Linked DNA regions of Mus musculus: regions 2, 3, 4 and 5 are each linked to region 1. A link is a contact called in public HiChIP or PLAC-seq data. All regions are on one chromosome and are shown on one strand. Each heading gives the region's core, a stretch centred on a gene start, on an enhancer-like site or on the middle of the called end of the contact. The rest is flanking DNA. Distances are from core to core; before and after follow the strand shown.

The links. HiChIP or PLAC-seq counts read pairs in DNA pulled down with a chosen protein or histone mark.
Region 2: an H3K4me3 HiChIP or PLAC-seq map of embryonic stem cells shows a contact between it and region 1, with 23 read pairs. The contact joins the enhancer-like site here to the promoter of Cfap77 in region 1. A contact is called at or near these places in 9 of 39 promoter capture datasets (the C10 cell line, the HPC-7 cell line, cranial neural crest and 5 more), 1 of 15 datasets of contacts at CTCF or cohesin (embryonic stem cells), 1 of 484 Hi-C or Micro-C datasets (embryonic stem cells), 11 of 115 datasets of contacts at active chromatin or transcription factors (acute myeloid leukemia, bone marrow-derived macrophages, embryonic basal ganglia and 6 more) and 4 of 9 other capture datasets (embryonic stem cells, liver, macrophages and 1 more).
Region 3: a contact with region 1 is called in an H3K4me3 HiChIP or PLAC-seq map of embryonic basal ganglia, with 5 times the contacts expected there. The contact joins the promoter of Spaca9 here to the promoter of Cfap77 in region 1. A contact is called at or near these places in 24 of 39 promoter capture datasets (the 3T3-L1 cell line, 3T3-L1-derived adipocytes, the C10 cell line and 16 more), 3 of 15 datasets of contacts at CTCF or cohesin (embryonic stem cells, large pre-B cells and pro-B cells), 72 of 484 Hi-C or Micro-C datasets (B cells, the Ba/F3 cell line, the C2C12 cell line and 48 more), 29 of 115 datasets of contacts at active chromatin or transcription factors (the SCID.adh cell line, T-cell acute lymphoblastic leukemia, Th17 cells and 21 more) and 5 of 9 other capture datasets (adipose tissue, embryonic stem cells, liver and 2 more).
Region 4: a contact with region 1 is called in a FOXA1 HiChIP or PLAC-seq map of pancreatic cancer cells. The contact joins the enhancer-like site here to the promoter of Cfap77 in region 1. A contact is called at or near these places in 3 of 39 promoter capture datasets (cranial neural crest, hippocampal neurons and liver), 2 of 15 datasets of contacts at CTCF or cohesin (the NIH/3T3 cell line and large pre-B cells), 1 of 484 Hi-C or Micro-C datasets (bone marrow-derived macrophages), 15 of 115 datasets of contacts at active chromatin or transcription factors (the 230-238 cell line, bone marrow-derived macrophages, embryonic basal ganglia and 10 more) and 2 of 9 other capture datasets (liver and macrophages).
Region 5: a contact with region 1 is called in an H3K4me3 HiChIP or PLAC-seq map of bone marrow-derived macrophages, with 6 times the contacts expected there. The contact joins the enhancer-like site here to the promoter of Cfap77 in region 1. A contact is called at or near these places in 11 of 39 promoter capture datasets (the C10 cell line, cranial neural crest, embryonic stem cells and 7 more), 1 of 15 datasets of contacts at CTCF or cohesin (the NIH/3T3 cell line), 6 of 484 Hi-C or Micro-C datasets (bone marrow-derived macrophages, cerebral cortex, embryonic fibroblasts and 3 more), 14 of 115 datasets of contacts at active chromatin or transcription factors (the 230-238 cell line, acute myeloid leukemia, bone marrow-derived dendritic cells and 9 more) and 4 of 9 other capture datasets (adipose tissue, embryonic stem cells, liver and 1 more).

Annotation. Positions count from the first base shown.
Region 1 is chr2:29,053,655-29,056,505 of GRCm38.p6, reverse strand. It overlaps Cfap77 (cilia and flagella associated protein 77), which reads left to right and starts at 1,440. Exons shown (of 6, transcript NM_001166705.1): 1 at 1,440-1,692. The coding sequence starts at 1,498.
Region 2 is chr2:28,605,475-28,608,325 of GRCm38.p6, reverse strand. No RefSeq gene overlaps it. Among named protein-coding and RNA genes, the nearest start is that of Gm22675, 12 kb to the right of the region's middle. Within about 2 kb of position 1,400, at least 53 of the 459 cell types and tissues checked have an H3K27ac peak or open chromatin away from gene starts, as enhancers often do. A contact at or near this core is called in the HPC-7 cell line and pre-B cells, where this site is marked.
Region 3 is chr2:28,698,200-28,701,050 of GRCm38.p6, reverse strand. Spaca9 (sperm acrosome associated 9) reads left to right here and starts at 1,400. Exons shown (of 5, transcript NM_027283.1): 1 at 1,400-1,469. It overlaps Ak8 (adenylate kinase 8), which reads right to left and starts at 890. Exons shown (of 13, transcript NM_001033874.2): 1 at 777-890. The coding sequence starts at 860.
Region 4 is chr2:28,718,831-28,721,681 of GRCm38.p6, reverse strand. All of the region lies in intron 5 of Ak8 (adenylate kinase 8), which reads right to left. Among named protein-coding and RNA genes, the nearest start is that of Mir3088, 13 kb to the left of the region's middle. Within about 2 kb of position 1,446, at least 5 of the 459 cell types and tissues checked have an H3K27ac peak or open chromatin away from gene starts, as enhancers often do. A contact at or near this core is called in pancreatic cancer cells, where this site is marked.
Region 5 is chr2:28,785,319-28,788,169 of GRCm38.p6, reverse strand. All of the region lies in intron 11 of Ak8 (adenylate kinase 8), which reads right to left. Among named protein-coding and RNA genes, the nearest start is that of Mir3088, 53 kb to the right of the region's middle. Within about 2 kb of position 1,374, at least 13 of the 459 cell types and tissues checked have an H3K27ac peak or open chromatin away from gene starts, as enhancers often do. A contact at or near this core is called in bone marrow-derived macrophages, where this site is marked.

The DNA.
Region 1 (2,851 bases), core at 191-2,690:
GTCCTGAGAAACAAACTGGGTTGTCAGGCTTAGAGGCAGGTGCCTTCACACCCCGAGCCATCTCCCCGGCCTTATTTTCAGATATTCTTACTCAGTGAACCAAACCTGATGATCTTTTTCAGTTTCCCTCCATTTGATTCCAGAGTCAGACACTATTGATCTAATCCATATTTTTTTTTTCTTTCGAGGTGGGAGGAAGTGTCCAACAGGGAAACTGGCTTGGGACCACCCACTGAATTAGCATTGACCTCAAGCCTAAGAATGCATATTTCTATTGCAGTACGACTGTGTTAGTACCATATCCCAGAGAGAGAGAGAGAGAGAGAGAGAGAGAGAGAGAGAAGAAGAAGAAGAAGAAGAAGAAGAAGAAGAAGAAGAAGGAAGAAGGAAGAAGGAGGAGGAGGAAGAAGAAGAAGAAGAAGAAGAAGAAGAAGAAGAAGAAGAAAGGAAGGAAGAAGAAGGAGGAGGAGAAGGAGGAGGAGAAAGAAGAGGAGGAGGAGGAGGAAGAGAAGAAGAAGAGAAGAAGAAAAGAAGGAGAAAAGAAGAAGAAGAAAGGAAGGAAGAAGAAGGAGGAGGAGAAGGAGGAGGAGAAAGAAGAGGAGGAGGAGGAGGAAGAGAAGAAGAAGAGAAGAAGAAAAGAAGGAGAAAAGAAGAAGAGAAGAAAAGAAGGAGAAAAGAAGAAGAAAAGAAGAAGAGAAGAAGAAGAAAAGAAGGAGAAAAGAAGAGAAGAAGAAAAAAGGAGAAAAGAAGAAGAAAAGAAGGAGAAAAGAAGAAGAAAAGAAGAAAAGAAGAAGAAAAGGAGAAAAGAAGAAGAAAAGAAGAAGAAGGAGAAGGAGGAGGAGGAGGAGGAGGAGGAGGAGAAGAAGAAGAAGAAGAAGAAGAAGAAGAAGAAGAAGAAGGAAGAAGAAGAAGAAGAAGAAGAAGAAGAAGAAGAAGAAGAAGAAGAAGAAGAAGAAGAAGAAGAAGGAAGAAGAAGAAGAAGAAGAAGAAAAGATTCCCTTGGGAGGGAACTGTAACTAGAGTAGGGTAGTTAGAGGGTGGAAGCCAAGGATAAGTGATCCTCTAAAACCTCTTCTCTTTTAACACAACCTAGATTTGATTCTTGGGTTTTTCTATGTTGATTTGAGACAGGTCTAAAAGGTCTCTGTGGTTGCTAAGAATTTCTAGAAAGAAAACCGGAAGCTCTTGAGCTGTTGGCGTCTTGTCACCAAGGAGACGGGACGTTCCATTTTTCCGAAAGGGGTAGTGTAGACACTCTTCCCTCTCTCAGTCTGCTGCGAGGTGCCCAAATCACTCCGAAGAACTGGCGGGGTTTAAGCTTTGGACAGAGGCTCCGCAGGTGGGCGCGCTCTGCTCCGGAGCCTGCCTTGCCGCGAGGTGCACCCCAGGGTCCCCGTGGTGCAGCCCGGAGCGCGCGCTCGCTCGGGGCTGGAGTCCTCAGACAGCGCAGAACTCTGTGGGCTTTGCAGCCAAGGTCTAATCCCGGAGGCCCCTGGGATGCCTGATCCGGCGAAACCCGGGAAAGACCTCACGGCATGGAAAAAGAAGAAGCAGCCCGTGCATCGCACGGTCAGCCAGATCTGCCCGCCGCCCCGACGGCCGCTGACGGTGGTCGACATCCGTACGGGCATGGAGAACGAAAGGCTGGGGGTCGTGCGTGACTCCATGTTTCAGAACCCGCTCATCGTCAAGGTGAGCGCCTGGGCACGATCATCCCCTCCGCGGGCACCGACGCCGCCGATGGGTTCCAGCTGCTGAACTCTCGGGACCCGGGGCCCAGGGTTTGGGCGCAGTGTAGGAAACTTGCTCTGGGTGAAACAGGCCTCCTGGACCCTCTGCAGTCGTAGCCAGTCCAGGAACCTCAGTGTCCTCAAGTGGCACACGTTAGCGGGGTCTTTCCCCACTACTGGGAAAGACTATGGATAGGGCAATCTCTACCGGGCTCGTACCCACAGGGTGACAGACAGGTCTCAGGCACCCATCCATGCCCTTGCCACCCAAGATCCATCTTCCCCAGCACCTCTGGTCTACTATGCAGCAGGTGCTCTGGGACTGACTGTCGGGAAAGTATCACAACACCATCTTAAGTGTGCTGGGGGTGTGAGATTCAAAGCCCTCTAGGAGGCGTGGCTGGCACTTGCGTGGGAGCAGCGTTTATAGACAGATCACTTTCCCTTTCGGTGCTGGTCCTCCGCACTTTTGTCTGTTTTCCTGTCTGGCTAAAAACTACACTTGGGCCGGGCGTGGTGGGGCACGCCTTTAATCCCAGCACTTGGGAGGCAGAGGCAGGCGGATTTTTGAGTTCGATACCAGCCTGGTCTACAAAGTGAGCTCCAGGACAGCCAGGGCTATAGAAAAACCCTGTCTCGAAAAACAAAAACAAAAACAAAACCCAAAAAAAACCTACACGTGGCCGTGGCTCTGCCTCTTTAGGCGCCGGGAGACCGAAAAAGTAAAGTTGAAGTTTAGTGGCGCAAATTTATCTTGTGCCGCTAGAGGGCAGTGTGCTTCTAAAAATTGACCTCGGTTTCCAGGTTCCATAGAGGTATGGGCATGCTGATGGGTTCTTTGACTATAGGCAGACCTATATTGTTAGACCTTTCTGGGCTAATTAATGCTCCCAGGAGGACAGAAGCTAGATACAGGGAACCCATGAAGCAGCATCCTTAGCACTGGCCCCTCTGAGATGTTTCCACAGTGGAACAAGTTTTGCTTACTTCTTGGATTCCTGATCTTAGCAGGTACCTGGGACAGAGAGTTGGAATTCACTGCCTTAGGCCAAGGAGGAAATCAAGGCCTATCAGTGCCTATCAATGGGTGTCCTGATAAAATTCCAACAGTGCTTTTATCT
Region 2 (2,851 bases), core at 151-2,650, 450 kb after region 1:
CTGCGTGAGTGTGTGTGTGTGTGTGTGTGTGTGCATGTGTATGTGTGTATGTGTGTGTGTGTGTGTGTGTGTGTGTGTGTGTGTGTATGTGTATACACACACATACACATGCACACACACACACACACACACACACACACCTGATTTACATGTGTTTTGTTTGCTATACAAAACCAAGACAATATCAGGTTTCAGCCACTTCTGCAGTGGGGCGGGGTGGGGCCAGGAGAAAGGTGAGCAGAGAAGGGGAAGCAGGTGGCCATGCCCCTCCAGGTTGGCTGAGGTGGAGAGTGGTTGAGGTCAGGGGCAGTCAGTTTGTTTATCCCTAGGGTGCCCCTAACACAGAAGGGGCAAGGACCACAGCAGCCTCACAGCAGGGTAGGCTGGCTCTCCATTTCGAATCACAGACCAAGGTGGTATGGGCACAGGTATCAGGGCCCAGGTTGGTGGCCCAGGCTGGGCTGGAGCAGCTCCGTACCCAGAGATAAGTGGGGTTCGTAGGATGGGTTTCACATAGGCAGCAGCCCAGGGGCCGAGGAAGCCTGGAGGTATCTTACAGCCTGGCCTGTGACAGTTTTGTCCAGTGAGGGATAGGCTAGCTACAGTCTCTGTCTCCGTCAAGACACCTCTTGTTGAGGAAGGTGGAGTCAGTGGGTGTGGTGGGCCCCGCCCATCTACTGGAATTTGACTGGAGTTAAAGACCCTCTTTCTCTACCCCTGCTGGCGCCTCCTCACTTCCTATTTGGCTAGAAATTCCCACCACCTGTACCATTGTATGAGCTAAGAGACACCACCCAGCCCTGTGGAAATCACCTGTCCCAGACAGGGTGGCCCTCACTCAAGGTCACATACCTTAGGAGCCCCAGCTTTCAAAGCGTTAATCCTCCAGCTGCAGACTCAGGAGCGGCTGAGTATGGTGGGAGGTGGGAGAAGGCTGGAGCCCTAACTCCTCTGTGGGGGGCAGGAAAGGTCTGGGGGGGGGGAACCTGTACCAGGTGGTGCTGGTGAGGCCGTGCAGAGCATCAGTCAGCTACTCGCTGGAGAATAGCCAAACAAATGCTCTCAGGCTATAGAAATGGCTCAGGGCTTAAGAGCTGCTACCCTTGCAGAAAACCCAAGTTTAACTCCCAGCCCCCACATCAGGTAGCTCACAACTGCTTATAATTCCAACTTCTGGCCTCTAGGGGCACTAGCACTTCTGTGTACACGCGCACACACACACTTAAAAATAAAAAATATCTTAAAAACCAGTATTTTAATATTGAAACAAATTGGCCACATTAGGCAGTTGACTGTCGTATAAAATATCTCCTTGGTTGGCTGCTTGACACTGGACCCCCAGTGCTGGGCTCTGGACTCCTTTTGAATATGGGTGAAGCCTGCCCCACGGCTGCCATGTAAATCACTGATAAGGATGGAAATGTTCCCTAGGTCAGCTGAGGGCTGCAAATGGCAGAGTTGGCTCCATACTACCCCCAGCTGGAACATGCTGCCCAAGAAGAGGAGTGGATGGGGGAAGACCAGGCGGCAAGGCTCATGCTACCTTTAACATTGGAACAGCCCCGAAAGGTCCCTAAAACCCAGGTGTGACCCAGCATTATCCAGCTGAGCCCTAGCCCTTGCTGTTCATGGTGACCCCACTTTCATGGGTGACCTCAGTCCCCAGATTTGAGAGCCTTCACTCCACCCTGTCCATGCCCTAGACACCCCATATGTCCTCTCAGGTGATTGGGTGGAGTTCCAGAGGGGAAGATCTGAGGATGAGGAAAAATCTTGGCTCTCTTGGTTCAAATACAGCCAAGGAATCCTTGTCTGTGGGCCTGAAGACAGGCAAGACAGGCACAAGCGGGAGCCGTGCTGTGAGGGGTGGCTGGGGTAGGCAGGCACCACTGTGGCCCGAGGGGAGTGGAAAGGGTCCCAGGACAAAGGAGAGGCAGGAGGCAGGAGATGGGGACAGGACATGAGAGAACCAAGCTCTGCTGGGCCCTCTAGCCCCAACACTCCAGAAGAGCAGCAGGTCTTCTCCATCGCATCCATGGTGTCCCCTGTGGGACCACACTCTTCTTTCCCTTCCATAACTCAACTCAGGAGCCCCAGCAAACGTTTTCAAACTGTGGTCAACTCTTGACACTTATTATGCTCCTAGGGGGGAGCGATGGGTGTGCATCCTGTCTATAAAAGAGAAAAAAAAACGCACCCTCAGGGCCTACGAGCCCCAGCTGGCCACACGGCTGGTACACAGTCTGAAAAAAACGAGAGTGTGCTTTTTAAGAACTGGTCTGAAGGGGTGTCTGTAAGGCTGAGCAGAAGCGCCAGAGCGTAACAGCACAGCAGTCTTCAAACAGCAGAGATCTGGCACCCCTCCACACTCATAACCCCTGAGCCCGCCAAGCGAGGAGAGGAACTTACAGGAGATAAAGAGCCTGGACTAACCATACCCAAGCCTTTCTCACTGGTTTTGTCTTTAAAGTTTTATTATATATATATATATATATGCTGAGTACACTGTAGCTATCTTCAGACACACCAGAAGAGGGCATCGGATCCCATTAGAGATGGTTGTGAGCCACCATGTGGTTGATGGGAATTGAACTCAGGACCTCTGGAAGAGCAGTCAGTGCTCTTAACCACTGAGCCATCTCTCCAGCCCTAGTTTTTTGTTTTTTTGTTTTTTGTTTTTTTTGGTTTTTCGACACAGGGTTTCTCTGTATAGCCTTGGCTATCCTGGAACTCACCCTGTAGACCAGGCTGGCCTCGAACTGAGAAATCTGCCTACCTCTGCCTCCCGAGTGCTGGAATTAAAGGCATGCACCACCACACCCGGCTCCCTAGTTGTTTTGTTTTTTTTTTT
Region 3 (2,851 bases), core at 151-2,650, 360 kb after region 1:
AGTTGCCTGGGAACCAGGACAAGCTGGGAGCTAGTATAAGGGATGAGGGACGAGGGCTTTCAAAAGGCCAATTCTGAGGATAGAGGCTATGTAGAAAATATGCTGCCCCAGAGGAGACCACCTGGATAGGGATGCCATCTAAAACTTATACGGTCCCCTACTTGTCCTAACAGGGTCAAAGACACCCTCATGAGACAAAACACATGTGTCTTTTGCCTGACGGCTGAGACAATCGGTTTGGTCCTGGGAACTGGAATTTCCCAGGAACCTCATGCCAGGAGAAGGAAAAGGCTGGCACCAGCCAGAGGGGCGGGTCTCCTGGGAAGTTTTCCTCCAACTTGTCAGACCACCTTGCAGGAGGGAGTGGAACGGAGACAGATATGGGTCAGTGAGGTGCGGGATCACACTAGACTTGTGTGGACCCCAAAACTAGCCCCGGGAAGCAGGTCACTGAACTTCTTGAACGTGTTCCTCCTTCCATTGTGGTCACAGGAAATAAGCCTTTCTCTGACTTTTTCTTTTTTTCTGTTGCTTATCTCTTTAACTGGTCTTGGAGTGAGGTGGGTGAGCCTAGCTTGTTAGGGCTTCCAAGGCCCAGCTTAGGTAAGACTCAGGGCTCAGGAACCGGCTGAGGTTTCCCATACAATGCCAGAAGAGGCCCTGGAGACTACTGCGCCATTTCACAGGTGGGGAAACTGAGGAAAGGGATTTCCCCCCAGACCATGCTGCCGGCCCGGCCCGGTAGCCGTATTCCCTATCCTCGGGCGCCTGATCACCTGCATCATCTCGAAAATGTAGTAGTCTTCCCCGTACTGAGGCATTTCCGGGGGAATGCGATGAGGGGCTGTGGTTGCATCCATGTTTCCGACAGCGCTCCGCTCCTTAGTAACGGCGTTGCTGGGACGCCAAGCTATGCGTCATCGGTGAGCGCCTCAGCTGGGGCGAGTCCTGGTCCCGGATTCCATCCACCGAGGTCCTGATCTGCAGTCGGCTCTCCCTCCCCAGGGCCACAAAGCAAACCCCAGAACGCCTGTGGAGCTACAGAGCAATGGGGGATCGGATGACAGAATAAATCCTGCTTCTGGTGTAGCCAACTGTGCGGATCTGGGCGCTGGAAGCTGACCCTGCTCCCTGGATCTCAGTTTCCCCATCTTTAAATGAAAGACGCTGGGGCAGACGTGGGACCGGTTTCTACAGGAGGAAAAGTCATATGCGCCCAGATCATATGGGGGTGGGGGTGGGGGGAAACTGGGCGGGTCTCCTGGTTTGGGCGGCCGGCCGAGTCATGTGACCGGGTTGCCATAGCACCTGTGGTCACAATCGGCCAAGCCTGCCTGGCCTCTATGGCCTCGACCCCGCCCACGCCCATTTCCTGAGGGGCCTTCCCGCCCTCGGGGCCGCACACCCACGGAGGCACTGCAAGCTTCTGGGCACTCTGTGAGGCGAAGGCCAGTCCAAGTCAAACCAGGGTAAAGGGGGATGGAGCGCCGGCGACGAGCTGGGTCGAAAACACTATGGGAGTGGGGGAGAAAGAGGTGGAGGTGTCCTGGCCTAGGGGGAGGAAAGCTGCGTGTAGCTGTGGAAGAGGCAAGGGTGGCATCGTGGAGGAAGGACTCTGTGTAGTAACCCAGAGGGAGGTACACACAGCCTACGATGATAGCCACAAGTCCAACTCTAGATGTTGTAAATTTGACAGATTTACAGTGAGCCTAAGTTTCTACCCTGAGCAGTGGGGAACACTCAGGCATTCCTCCCACAACTACCCTGAAGTCCCCGACAGTGACTGGCCTATAGGGAGTGGACAGTGTGGGTACATAGTGATATCTCACTTAATCTTTAGACTAATCTTAATCTCACCTCACTTTGGACAACAATCGTTCCTGTCTCACAAGTTTTATCTTTATGTATTAATGTGTATAAGGGTGGGACAGAGGAAGAGCAGAGGCTGGGAAAGGGACTTTGGAACCCTGGAGCCAGAGTTGCAAGCAGTGAGCCAATAGATCTAGGTGCTGAGAACTAAACCCAGGCCCTCTGGAAGAGCAGCAAGTGCTGGGGACCGAGTCACTCCTGCTCCTGTAGCTCACCTGTTTGCATGGGTCAAGCTGGAGGAGCTCTCAGGGGCTCCGGGGGCCACAGCACCAGGCAGTGTCAAGTCAGATGAAAACCTTCTGCTCCGAAGACAGACAAGACACTGCAGAATAAGACAGGCCAGAGGAGTTAGCTGGTGGCTTTGGGCAAGTCATTTCCTCTTTCTGGATTTCTTCCCTCGACAGCTGCTGGGCACAGAGAGGAAGTTTCAATAGCTTGAAGAGTTTCTATCCAATCCCCCACCTTTTACAGAAACAGAGGCTAAGGCCTAGCAAAGGGGAAAAGTCTTGCCCAGGGGCTGAGAATGAAATCAGAGGGAGCCTCAAGGCTGAGAGCTAGCGTTCTGACCTGGGATAATGACACCTGCCCATGTAAAGCCACAGCGCAGCCCTCTGTCCCCGAGACCTGCTTCCTCAAAGGCCTCAGGCCTCGGTAGACTTGTCAGCTGGGGAAGCAAAGATGAGGCCTCCCCAACAAAGAAAGCAGCAGCCACACTGCAGCTTGCACTGGGGGGGGGGGGGTTCAGTGTGCTTCCTGGACATTTTTGAAGTGGCTTTCGTCTCCGCTCATTTATTTTAAGCCCTAGGCGCTTTTCATACTGCGATCTAATCTTCTTTAGCAGCCTGGAAAAATACAAATCAATTAAAGCCTCAAACCTATGGGGTAATCACCTTTCCCTCCCTTCTCCCCCAGAGAGAGCAGCGCCTGCATCCAGGCCTTTCATCCACTCTAATTTGGCTGCAGAGGCCTGTGGTCAGGGGCC
Region 4 (2,851 bases), core at 197-2,696, 330 kb after region 1:
AGGGTGAGCTTCCAAGGCAGGTTTCTCCACAGATGTCCTGAGGGGAGGAATCATGTGGTGGTGGCGGCGGCGGCATAGGGTGACCAGGAGAAGGGTCTCCGGTATGCTCTGAGCTCTGAACTATTTGAATGGATGTTCTGTGGCCAAAAATATATTCCCTTTTTGTTTTCTTTCTGCCACATCAGGTTTTTGATGCAGCGCTGGGAATTGAACCCAAAGCCCCCTTCATGCTGGGAAGCCACATGAAGGAAGCCATGGGAAGAAGTCTGGGCACTTGCAGAAATCTGGACCAGGAAAGAGAGTGTCAATCACCATATCCAACAGAACAGCCACATGTGGGCCTGGGGCACCCAGTATCTCTGCTTCTGACCCTGCCTTTCTGCAGACTTCTCAAGCTCACGCCTTCCTCAAGAAGTGGTGTGGGCACGCTGACCTCTGGGACACGACTGTCCCTCGGGGCTACCTCTTATATCTCTGGCAGGTTGAGCTGCCGCCTTTTCATAGTTCTCAAACAAACTGCTAATTTCTCTTTCTCTAATGCATTTGATGGTCACTTCAAATAAAATTCTTCAAAGAGATTGCAAAAGAAGAAAAAAGCAGGGGAAAGAAAAGAAACAGGGCATTAACTACAGACTCCTGATGGGTTACGCTTCCCCGAACGCACGCTCTTCCTGAGATCTTTTTGTGCTCTCAATTACCAATTCTAGTCCCTGTGTAGCTAAATAATAATAATTACCATATAAATGAATATGCATATGTGTCATTTTTCTCCCGAAAAAGCAAGAGAGCCTGCTTGTTTTGGGTGAGGGTTTGTTTTGCTTTTGAACAACCAAAGCTCATAATTAGAAGCCTCGCCTCACCCTGGAAATCTGTCTCCGTCGGGAAGAGATGAAAAACAGCTCCGGATGCCCCTTGAAGGTTAAAAGAAATCTTAAAACAAATTAAAAGAGGTGGTTCTTCCCTCTGTAGGTAACAATGGCTGGGGCACAACCACAGTCACAGACATGTAGGTCAGAGACGAAGACACCGCTGTCTTCAAGGCCAGTGCCATCGTTGGACAGGGGAAGTGGGAGGCATGAAGCACGGACAGAACGATGGCCAAGACTCAGGAGACATCCCAACCATGACAGGAGGTCCCTCCCCAGGACGACACTGATGTCAAACTCAGGCCTATACACACACACACATACACACACACAGGCACAATCGCCTGCATGTGCACACTCGGGAGAGCACACACATACACACACACACACACACACACACACACACACACACAGAGGAAAACTGCAACCACTTCAAGAGATGGAGCCCTCAGCCTGGCCCCATGTGCTGTGAGCCTGATCAGGGTGGCCACCAATAGGTCACGGGTTTTCTAAATAGCACAAATGAGCCCGCCATGAGACATGGCAGCTAAAGCTCTTCCTGTCATCAGTCACCATGGCAATAAGTATTATAAATATCTGTGTGGTCAACAGTGCCAGTCACAACACAGTGTAATCACACGGAATAAGATCGATAACAGGAAATGTCATCATTCTGATGGCAGAGGGAACTCTTGGCAAGGACTCTGGAAGCCTGACTTTGAACATGGGTCTACACTGCAGGTTTCCTGTGAAAGAAGGCTTAGACCACGCTTGTAAATAGGCTCTAGAAGGGCTGCTGGACATCAGACTTCATTGGGCTACGGATGCAGCTCAGGTAGAAGAGAGAGTGTCTGCCATATGCAAAGTCCTGGGCTCACCATTCCCTGCTCTACACAGACCAGGTGCCATGGTCCATGTCTCTAACCTCAAGCACTTAGGACATGTGGGCACAAGGATCAGAGATACAGTGCCAGAGTGAGCTACATGACTTTTCTGTATCTTGGAGGGCAAGCCTGAGACACACAACTGAAATCACAGAAGAACCAGTTTCTCCGAAACCATGTTTCAGTTTTAAAGGTTTATTAATTTATGTGTACATGTATATGTATGCATGTATGTATGCAAATATGCATGCAACTACCCAAGGAGGCCAGAAGAAGGGATTTGATCCCCTGGAGCTGGACCTATGGGCAGTAGTGAGCTACCTGATTGTGGAAACCAAACTCTGGTCCTCTGCAGAGCTGCAAGCATTCTTCATTGTTTTGTCATCTCCAGCCCTTCCTATTGCATTTCTAATGTGTTAACATAAAACAGACAGGCCGCTGAGTTCATGCAAATGTGTCTTGCTGCCAGGACACACAAGACCACTCTAACTCAGCCTGAGGCACTTGTGACTCTGCACTGCAGGCTAGGCTTCCACACCAGAAACACTGTCCCTGGGAAGAAGTGGCATGAGAATCAATCAATCAATACACTCTCATCAGTCAGTACAGTTTTGTCTACTCTGAGGCTTGAGAGGCCAGTGACTCTCAGAGCTGCTCAGCTGGCTCCAGATGCCCCTCTTGGTTCCCACACTAGCCTGTTTGTCCTGTTCCATGACACCAAGGAGAACTTCCTCTCCCCTTCTCTCTTCACCTCCTTGTCTCCCTCCCACCTTCTGTGCTTCCCTGCAGTTATGGCTGAAGGATGGCAAGGAAGCCCACAGGGCACCCCCATAGACATGTCCTCTCTGCCATGACTGCCAGGCCCCTCTAGGGTGACTCCAGCAACACAGACCAGTTTATGCACCTGGTCAATCCTAGATGCTTTTGTAAAGTTTCACTGGGCTGCAGTGTGCCCTTCCAGACACCTGTATGTAGCTGCTTTTCCGTTACATCAGAGCTTAATACCTGCCACACAGACATAGAGCCAGCAAGCTCGAAGCTGATCTCATCACGGCAAAGCTTGTCAGAAGAGCCCCAGCTCTAGGAGGCAGAGGCAAGTGG
Region 5 (2,851 bases), core at 125-2,624, 270 kb after region 1:
CTGTGAGCTACCCCTGCTGTGGAGAGGCTAAGTGCTCGGACAACTTAGAGAGTTCCTGGGGGAGGAGGTTTGTAGGAGGGTGGGGCTTTGCATCTCCAGAGCTGGCCCTATTGGCACACAGACTTTACCATAGGGCATAGTCAGGGTTTAATGAATGAATAAACTTTGAAACCTTCCAGTCTCATGGATCAGTGGTCAGGGGCCCCTCTCCAAAGCACAACCAAACCTGAGCTGCCCCCTCACCCGAAAATGCCAACGACCCTGCTGAATATGATTCCAGGTACCGTCTCAGTTGGGTGTGATGGTTCAGAGCCATGATCCCAGAACTCAGGAAGTCGAGGCAGGAGAATTGCAAATTCACCAGTCTTGATGCCTCCTTTCCCAATGACATCATTCTGGCCACGTGACATGATGGGTGCCCATGATGGGTGCCCATGATGGGTGCCTGCTTCTTCAGAGCTCAGAATGAGTTTTCGTAACTTACTTTTTTACCATGGGTGCTCATCATCGACCCCACTTTGCAGAGAAGGTGAGTGAGCTGCCCAAAGTTATGTGGCTAGTATGTGCAAGACAGGATTTGGACCTGTACTAAGTCTTCAGGGCTGTAGCTTTCCCCACCAACACAGCAGCTTTAAGCCTCCTGAGGGACCACAACAGGTCAGTGGTTTGGAGCACATTCTCTACCCTGGACAGCTCCTCCCCTTCCCCACACACCCTCACTCTGCATCCCTGCTCCACACCATGGTACATGGCCTGCTAAGCTGAAGCCACCCCTGGCTGCCCTCTGGGCTCAGACTGTGTGATGCCTGCTCCAGGCTGTTGAAGGCGGATGCTTTCTGGCAGGCTGCACCTGCCACCATGCAGCATAAGGCACAGAGCAATGTCCACAAGCAGCAGCGCAGCCCTCGCTGTGTGTGCCTCTCAAACTAACATCCACAGACCCAGAATAGGGCTTGCTCAAGATCATTACCAACCCCGCGGAGACGACTCCTTGGATTGGTGTCTGGAGAGTTCTGCCTGGCTGACTTTCTCTGTCTCTAACCACTTTAAAACTAACTGCTTCACCAAGCCACCCCTCCCACCCCCAGATCATTATGATCTGAAGTGTTTATTAGCCTCTCTATCATGATCAAGATTTTATGAGCACTCCGTTCCAACTGTGAATTAAATACATAATTCCGGACCCATCATGTTCCAGTTTGGTGCTGTGTTTGTCTCTATTATGCCACAGTGGTTGCCGTGGGCACTCAGCAGATGACAACTGAACACGTTTGTCCAGGGGCAGCTAAAGTGACTGACATTTCAATCCAGGGCAGCCACAGGGGTTAGGGCCATTAGCGGGGAAAGATCTCCATAGCTAGGGATGGCAATGACGGGGTATGGAGCTGCGGAAGGACTGCCTCTGGCCCTGCCTCCTCCAACACAGGACTGTCTACCCACTCAGTACGCTTGAGGAAAGATGGCTGCCGTCTTAGAGCCAGGGAGGTGGGAGGACGAGGCGAAAAGATTTCTCGTTCTTCATACAGTAGTACCAGTTCTCTGATGGAGCGATCTGGGCTACACTGGGAGCTGCTGGTTAATCCTGCTCTCCATGGATAATTGCTGCAATCCATCACTCTCTATGTACTCAGCCTCATTTGAGCCCTCCACAGTGTCACCCAGCATACACTATTGATCCACTTTGCAAATGAAGAAACTGAGACTCTGTGGTGGAGTAAGCTAGGGAGACGGATGGGGCTGGTTCTGTCCTCGCCCTCGGCCCTTCCTGTTTCCTCTCCAGCCAGGCTATGATCTCTCTTTCCCATAAGCTTCTGGGCTCAGCAGCAGCTCCAGAAGTCTGTGCTGTCATCAGCTCGTGTGCTGGGGCCTAAAGAGGAAGCTGGTCTGTGTCCTGGTCACTCTGGAGATGCCTAAATATCTGTTAGTGACATGAATTCAGAATCAGCTTGGTGGGCGGCACAGCATGAAGACCTGAGTTCAAATCCCCTGCACCCATGGAAAAGTGGCTCGTGTAGTAAGTCCAGTGCTTGGGAGGTACGGACAGGCAGATCTCTGAGGCTCCTTGGCCAGCCCATCTGGCTGAAATGGCCAGTTCCAGGTTCAGTGAAAGACCTTGTCTCAAAAAAAAATTAGGTGGAAGGGCTACAGAGATTGCTCAGAGATTAAGAGCAGTTGCTGCTCTTGCAGAGGACCCAGGTTCAATTTCTAGCACCCATGTGGTGGCTCACAACCATCTGTAACTTCAGTTCTAGGGGATGCAACACGCTCTTCTGGCCTCCACAGGCAGTGCTTCCACATGGTGCACAGACATAAATGCAGGCAAAACACCCATACACATCAAATAAGAAAAAATTTTAAATGGAAGATGGAAGACAATAGAGAAAGACACCCAACTCTGACCTCTGGCCTCTCTATATGAACCACAGGGAAGGGTGAGTACACAGGCACACGCGCACACACACACAGAGCAACTGCTGTGGGTACACAGCCAGTCCTAGAGAAAACACTGACATATTTAAAACCTGTCACTGCATCACTGCTCCGAGGCCACAATTAGGCTTCCTAGAGTTTAAGTTTCCTGCTGTCAGCCATTTCTCCAGCCTGAGCCTGGGGGTGGGGATCCAGCTGAGCTGAAGTGTGAACCTGGGGAGGGCTGCAGACTTGCCAGCCCCAGGCCATCACTCAGGCTATCTCAAGCCTTGCATCCTGGCCTCCCTAAACATCCAGACTGCCTTTGGCTCTTGGAAACAGCCATCTCCAGAGCACATGCCGCGTTCAGTTGTATGATTCTTTGTCCCCTAGGCACATCAGGAGCTCTGTGCCTGTCAGCGGTAGTCACGGACAACACATT